2 separate regions of the Oryctolagus cuniculus genome follow, and region 1 is linked to region 2. Evidence: chromatin contacts called from public Micro-C data. All regions are on one chromosome and are shown on one strand. Each heading gives the region's core, a stretch centred on a gene start, on an enhancer-like site or on the middle of the called end of the contact. The rest is flanking DNA. Distances are from core to core; before and after follow the strand shown.

What was found. A called contact is a pair of places that touch in the nucleus more often than the background predicts.
Region 1: a contact with region 2 is called in a Micro-C map of ear pinna, with 2.3 times the contacts expected there. The contact joins the promoter of ABHD15 here to the enhancer-like site in region 2. A contact is called at or near these places in 2 of 6 Hi-C or Micro-C datasets (ear pinna and an unstated tissue).

The regions. Positions count from the first base shown.
Region 1 is chr17:45,031,156-45,033,902 of mOryCun1.1, forward strand. ABHD15 (abhydrolase domain containing 15) reads right to left here and starts at 1,317. Exons shown (of 2, transcript XM_002718908.5): 1 at 437-1,317. The coding sequence starts at 1,317. It overlaps TP53I13 (tumor protein p53 inducible protein 13), which reads left to right and starts at 1,316. Exons shown (of 7, transcript XR_011383614.1): 1 at 1,316-1,948.
Region 2 is chr17:44,634,794-44,637,555 of mOryCun1.1, forward strand. All of the region lies in intron 2 of MYO18A (myosin XVIIIA), which reads right to left. Among named protein-coding and RNA genes, the nearest start is that of MYO18A, 22 kb to the right of the region's middle. Within about 2 kb of position 1,253, at least 4 of the 8 cell types and tissues checked have an H3K27ac peak or open chromatin away from gene starts, as enhancers often do. A contact at or near this core is called in ear pinna, where this site is marked.

The DNA.
Region 1 (2,747 bases), core at 67-2,566, 400 kb after region 2:
AACAGTTCTGTTTCAATATTTTGTATTAAATGTGTTGAATACACACGTAGGAACAGGCGAAATCAGGTAGGCCTAAAGAGTTCGAATAAATCCCAACAGCGTCCCCACTTCTGCGTCCTGACATCTCCCCGCTCAGAGGCTGTAAGTAAACATTCTGCACAGATATTCGGTGGCAATCGCTGCCCTGGCCCTGAGCTTCGGACCAAGTGGAGGCAGGTGCCGCTCTGGGGCCGGCAGGCCAGGTACTCAAGTTGCTAGGACACCTGGGGCTGAGACAGGGCCCCCCACAGGAGTCCCTACTGCGGCACAGCTAAACCCATCCGTTGCTTTTAAACCTGCTCCCCTCGTGCTGTCTAGACTGTAGCGTTCGGACAGATTTGGAAGAGGTGCGAGAAGAAATGGGCAACATGGCCCACGTCTGTTTGCCGTCACCCACCTGCTGAGGGCGATCTTCTGGTGGAGCAGAAAGCCCCGCTCGTAGGGCCACGGAAGGCCGGCTTCGAGCCACTCGCGGCAGCGCAGCACCGGCGAGATGCAGGCGGCGCCGGTCACGTAGCTTGAGGAGCCGCACTCGCCCAGGTAGGACAGCAGCAGCGCCGAGCCCGAGCCCTCGCTCACCGCGAACAGCGGGGCCGCAGGGTGTCGGAAGCGGATGTAAGTGACCGCCTCCTTGAGGTCCGACGGGTCCCCGAAGGACTGCAGCCGGGGGCTGACCAGCGGGCAGCCGTTGTGGCCGCGGCGGTGGAAGATGACCGGGTAGTAGCCGCGTTCCATGGCCAGCAGGCAGAGGCCCAGCACATTGCGGGTGAGGCGCCCCCACGCATTGGGGATCACCAGCAGCACCGCCCGAAAGCCCCCGGCGCCGGTGACCCGGCGGCCCTGAGCGCAAGGTCCTACGACCCAGTCCAGGGCCACCAGCCCGTCGTCTGCCAACTGCAGGTACTCCCGGGCCAGCTCAGGCCCGGGCCCGGCCGGCAGGACGAAGTGGACGAGGGTCTGCAGGTGGGGCCCGGAGAGCCAGGAGCGCGGAGCCGGCCCCAACGCAGCCGAGCGCCGCAGCACGCGCAGCAGGCATTGGGCCAGCGCCGACGGCTTACAAAGCAGGCTGCAGCCCCCCGGCAGCGGCTCGCGCCCGTCGCCGAACTGATCCGAGGGGCCTCCGCCGGCTGCCTCCTCCTCGCCGTCTTGGCCCGGAGCCCGCGGCCGGGTCCTGGCTCCGACGGCGCGCCTCCAGGGGCGCCCAAGCCGCGGGCCGAGCAGGAGGAGCAGGGTGAGAACGGCCAGGCACAGCGCCAGGACAGCGGCCCACGGCGGCATGGCGAGGCACGGAGCCCCCGGCGGGCAGGCTGCAGCGGGCCGCCCCCGCGCCGAGCTCGCCTCTGTGTCCGCGGCTCCGCCTGGCGCCCAGAGCCCTCTCGCGCGGGCGGGCGGGCGGGCGCCCTTCGGATTGGCTGCGGCCCCGCAGAGGCAGCCAAAGGGCTCCCGCCCGGGCCCTTTGTACAGCGATTGCGACAAGCAGGGGCACAGGGTGAAAGCGGCCGGGGCGAGGGGGAGGGTGCGAACGGAGGGGGCGGGAGCCCGAGGCTCGCGGGCCGGGGGCGAGCACCAGAGGCCCCCACCCCTCGGCCTAACGCGGCCTGCGGCAGGCGGGAGAGACCCTGTGTCGCTGCTCGCGGCTGCTCCCCGCGGCTCCCAGGGTCCCGCGCTCGCAGACCTCAGTGTGGGTCTCGGCCCCGCCAGACCCCGCAACGGCACAGTCACGCGGCGGCGGCGGCGGGGTGAGAGGAGGGTGGCCCCCGACAGCGGGTTTGCGGCGAGACGGTGCCCGCACCCGTGCGACGTCCCGCTGGCTCCGCGAGGAGCCCGGCGAGCGGGGAAGAGCGAGGAAGGCTTCACCGGGTATAAACAGCCCCACGCCCCCGAGAGCGAGCGGGGCGCCCTGCGAGGGGTGAGAGTCCGCCGGCGACGGCAGCCCTGCGGGAGGGCGGGGAGCCCCTGCGAGCCAGGAGCCAGGAGCCAGGAGCCCGCTCCTGCAGGACTCCGAAGTCTGGGGCCGGACACCCCAACTCTCGCTCTGCAAATCCTGCAGAGGACAGCAGAGCCGACGCCCGGCTGACGGGCAAGCCCGGCCGGTGCGTCCCGTTAGGGCGAGGCCTGGCACTTCGCCACCTCCCGGCCGCCAGTGCCTCTCTGGCCGCCGCCGGGCGAGCGACGACTGCAGGGGCCGGGGCAGGCCGAAGTGTGTGTGTGTGTGTGTGTGTGTGTGTGTGTGTGTGTGTGTGTGTGGCGGGGTGGGGGTGGCGCAGCATCGCCCGGGCCAGCCCCGGCCTCGGGACCCCGGGGCCTGATGTGCTAGGGCAGCCCAGGCCGTGTGGCAAAGTGCCGCTCCCGCTCCGGCAGGTCGGACTTGGGGAGCCTGGTTGCGGGTCACAGAGGAGCCCGCCGATCACCTCCAAGAGTCCCACTTCCCGCCCTCGCCCCTGCTCCAGAATCCCCCGCAGGCCCTGCAGCTGCTCTCCGCAGGCCACGGGGCCGCGCAGGGACGAACCCCTGGGCGAGAGAGGTGGTCCTCCTCCTGCCCCGCAGCGCGCTCAGCCCCCAAGCTCAGACTCCTAACTTTTCCGGCTTGGGGTTTAGCACGCGAGCGCGCACGCTCGGCTGCTGGGGGCGGGCGAGGGGCGGGGCGGGGGCGGGGCGGGGGGCGCGCGCGACCGGGGTCTACGTGGGCGCGCGGGCGGCGCTGGGGC
Region 2 (2,762 bases), core at 3-2,502:
AGACCACAGCGGTCCCCAGCTTCTCAGGCTGTGGGCCCAGTTTCGCTCTGGCCTCTATTGATCTTGACTTGTGGCCAAGTGCGGGAGACTCGCCCTCACGCTGTGTCTGGGTCCTCGGGGCGACCTACATGCCTGCTGAGGAGGGTGCAAGGCTGTGCCAGGCTCAGCACAGGCCAGTCCCCCCGGAGCCTGGAGCGCCAGGCACACAGGCTGCCAGCCCGGGCAGCTCCGGGGAGGGCGAGGCAGCCGATGCCAGGGCTTCTGCCGTCAGCCCCACCACCAAACCGGTCCACCAGCGATGGAGGCGGGGCTTGGAGGAGCAGGAGGCAGGGCCCCCAGCAGAAGAAGCCACGCGGGACACAGTATCAGGCCCTTCCTTCTGCCTTGTCCCTGGACATTTCCACTGGACTCTCCAGATCCTCACTCCCTCGAGGCATGAAACTGGGGGCCCCAGGGAGCCCTCGCAGGTGCACGCTGCTGGCCACCAGCTCGTGCCACCCGGGGCTGGGACTAATCTGTTCACAGACATCTTCTGCTCCAGCACAGGCCTCTTGATCCCAGGGACAGCATCTCAGCCTTTCTCCTGCATGGGACCAAGCCCACAAGGAGGCACGGAGCAGGTGCGGAGCGAGGCCCCCCCCAACATTCGCCCAGCTGTGCCCAGACTCCACACCTGGCCCTCCTCCCCCGCTTACGCTCAGCCCTCTTTCCAGAGCCAGGGGCACCTCCCTGTCCTACTGCCAGAGAAGAGGGCAGGGGAGGTGCCCTGGGAGAAACCTCCTCCCTGTGTGTCCCCTGCTCGCCACAGGGCCTGGCAGAGAGAGAAGCTGGGGAGAGAGGAGGAAGTGAGTCAGCTCCTTGCAGAAATGGGAAGGAGGAGGGGCCAGCAGAAAGGACATCAGGGGGCAAAGGGCACGGGGACCAAAAAGGTCACGACGGGGGAAGCAGGCCCCAGAGGCGCTGTGGGGACCACAGAGCAGAGGATGGTTATGGGGGACAAATTCAGCAGTGCCACTTCCCGCCAAGGCTGAGGGGCCCCTGTAGGCCCCAGAACCTGCTTCTGGCAGACCCGGCCCCACCTGAGGATGGAATCCAAGGCGCTCCCTTCCTGACTCATATGGGGCTGGAGGAAGTGAGGCCTCGTGGGCCTGGCGAGCCTGGTGCTCTCCTCACCCAGGCGGCGTCTCTGCCGTCCCAGGCCTCCTCCCACTGCCTCTCCTGAGTCCTGCTGTGCCACAAGTCCAGCTCCCTCTCAACCTGGTCCCCCAGGGAGGCAGATGCTGTGTCTCCTGTAGGGGACTGCAATGGGGGTGAGCCCCCTAGAAGGGAAGCTGGGGCTGCCCCAGCCACGCCCCTGCCCTCACAGGGAGCCCCTGCCCGTGGGAGCTGTCCCCGGGCTTCAGCTGGGATCTGTCATTCTGACCCAGGACAGCAGTTGCTATGCAGATCCCCAGGCTGCTGACAACCCAGCAGGCAGGCAGCCCTGGGAACTTGGCCCAAGGGAAGAAAGAGCCTTGCCCCCTGCCGGCTACACTCCCGCCCCTCGGAGACCTGCAGCTGGACGCTGTGGCTCCCACAGAACCCTGGGTCTCCTTCTCATCCTAGCCTGGCGCCCCTGCTGGGGCTCCCGTGCAGGGAAGAGGGCAGGCTGCCCCTGCGACCCCTCTTCCCCAGGCCCATGGATGCATACAGGACCCATCTCTTGTCCACGCCTGTGGGATGCCATTCTCAGGCACACAGGAAACAGAGTCTGTGGGTGGGCGCAGGACGTGGTCATGTCCTACAGACAAGGGACCGAGGCCAGGAGCCAACACTGAGCTAAGCGAGGTGGACCAGGCAGAGGACAGGAAACGGCCCTCACTCCTTCAACAGATACCCACAGCTCTCAGGCTGCAGCGCTGCTGAAGTCACTGGATAACTATAATCCCGAGGAGAGGGTGCGGTGCGCAGTGGGAGGGCCAGGCAAGGGTGCCCAGAGGAAGTGCCAGGCAAACTGGGGCCAAGGTATGTGGGCGTCCACGCCAGGCAGGGCAGAGCAGCTCAGACAGAGAACGGCACGGCGGGGAGAGAGAGAGAACCCACCGCCCGCTAGGCCCTCTGCTGGGCTACAGTCCCCGTCTCTGACCTCGCATGCACAGAGGGGAAACCACAGTGCACAGACCTGTGCCATGCGGAGGAGCCTGTCCTGGGTCAGAGGTGACCCCCAGCTGGGTGGGGCCTGGCCGCCGCAAGTGCCACAGAGATCAGCGAGGGCCAAAAGAGGCGAGAGGGGCAAAGTCCTTGCCTCTCAGCCCAGATGAGTCAGGGGCAACAGGGCATCCCTCCTCCACCCTGTGGGGACCGCACCTGGATGCTGCCGGGGCAGGTGCTCCTCCCTCGCTAGGGCTTCCCTCGCCTTCCTCCGCTCCCACCAGACTGAGTCTGCCTGCTGCCACTCGGGCTCTCCGGCTCCTGCTCCGGCTGAGCCTCTGGAGCACTGAGCGCCGGCACCATCCAGAGGGCTCCGCCCTCCCGCCTCCCATTTGCCTGGCGGGAAAGGCCTCCTGACTCCTGATGGGGGTTCACAGGGCTGTCCTGACCCTGCCTCCTCTCTCCTACCCAGCAGGCCAGCCTGGGTCCCAGCCCCGCGTGTCCCTTCAGGGCTGAGGGTGCTCCTGCAGCCGGATTACCCTCAGCCTGTCCTCCTGCCACCTTCATCATGCCCTCCTCACCTGGGAAACAGCCAGCAAGGTAATGCCTACTTCAGTGCGTGGCTGGGGGAC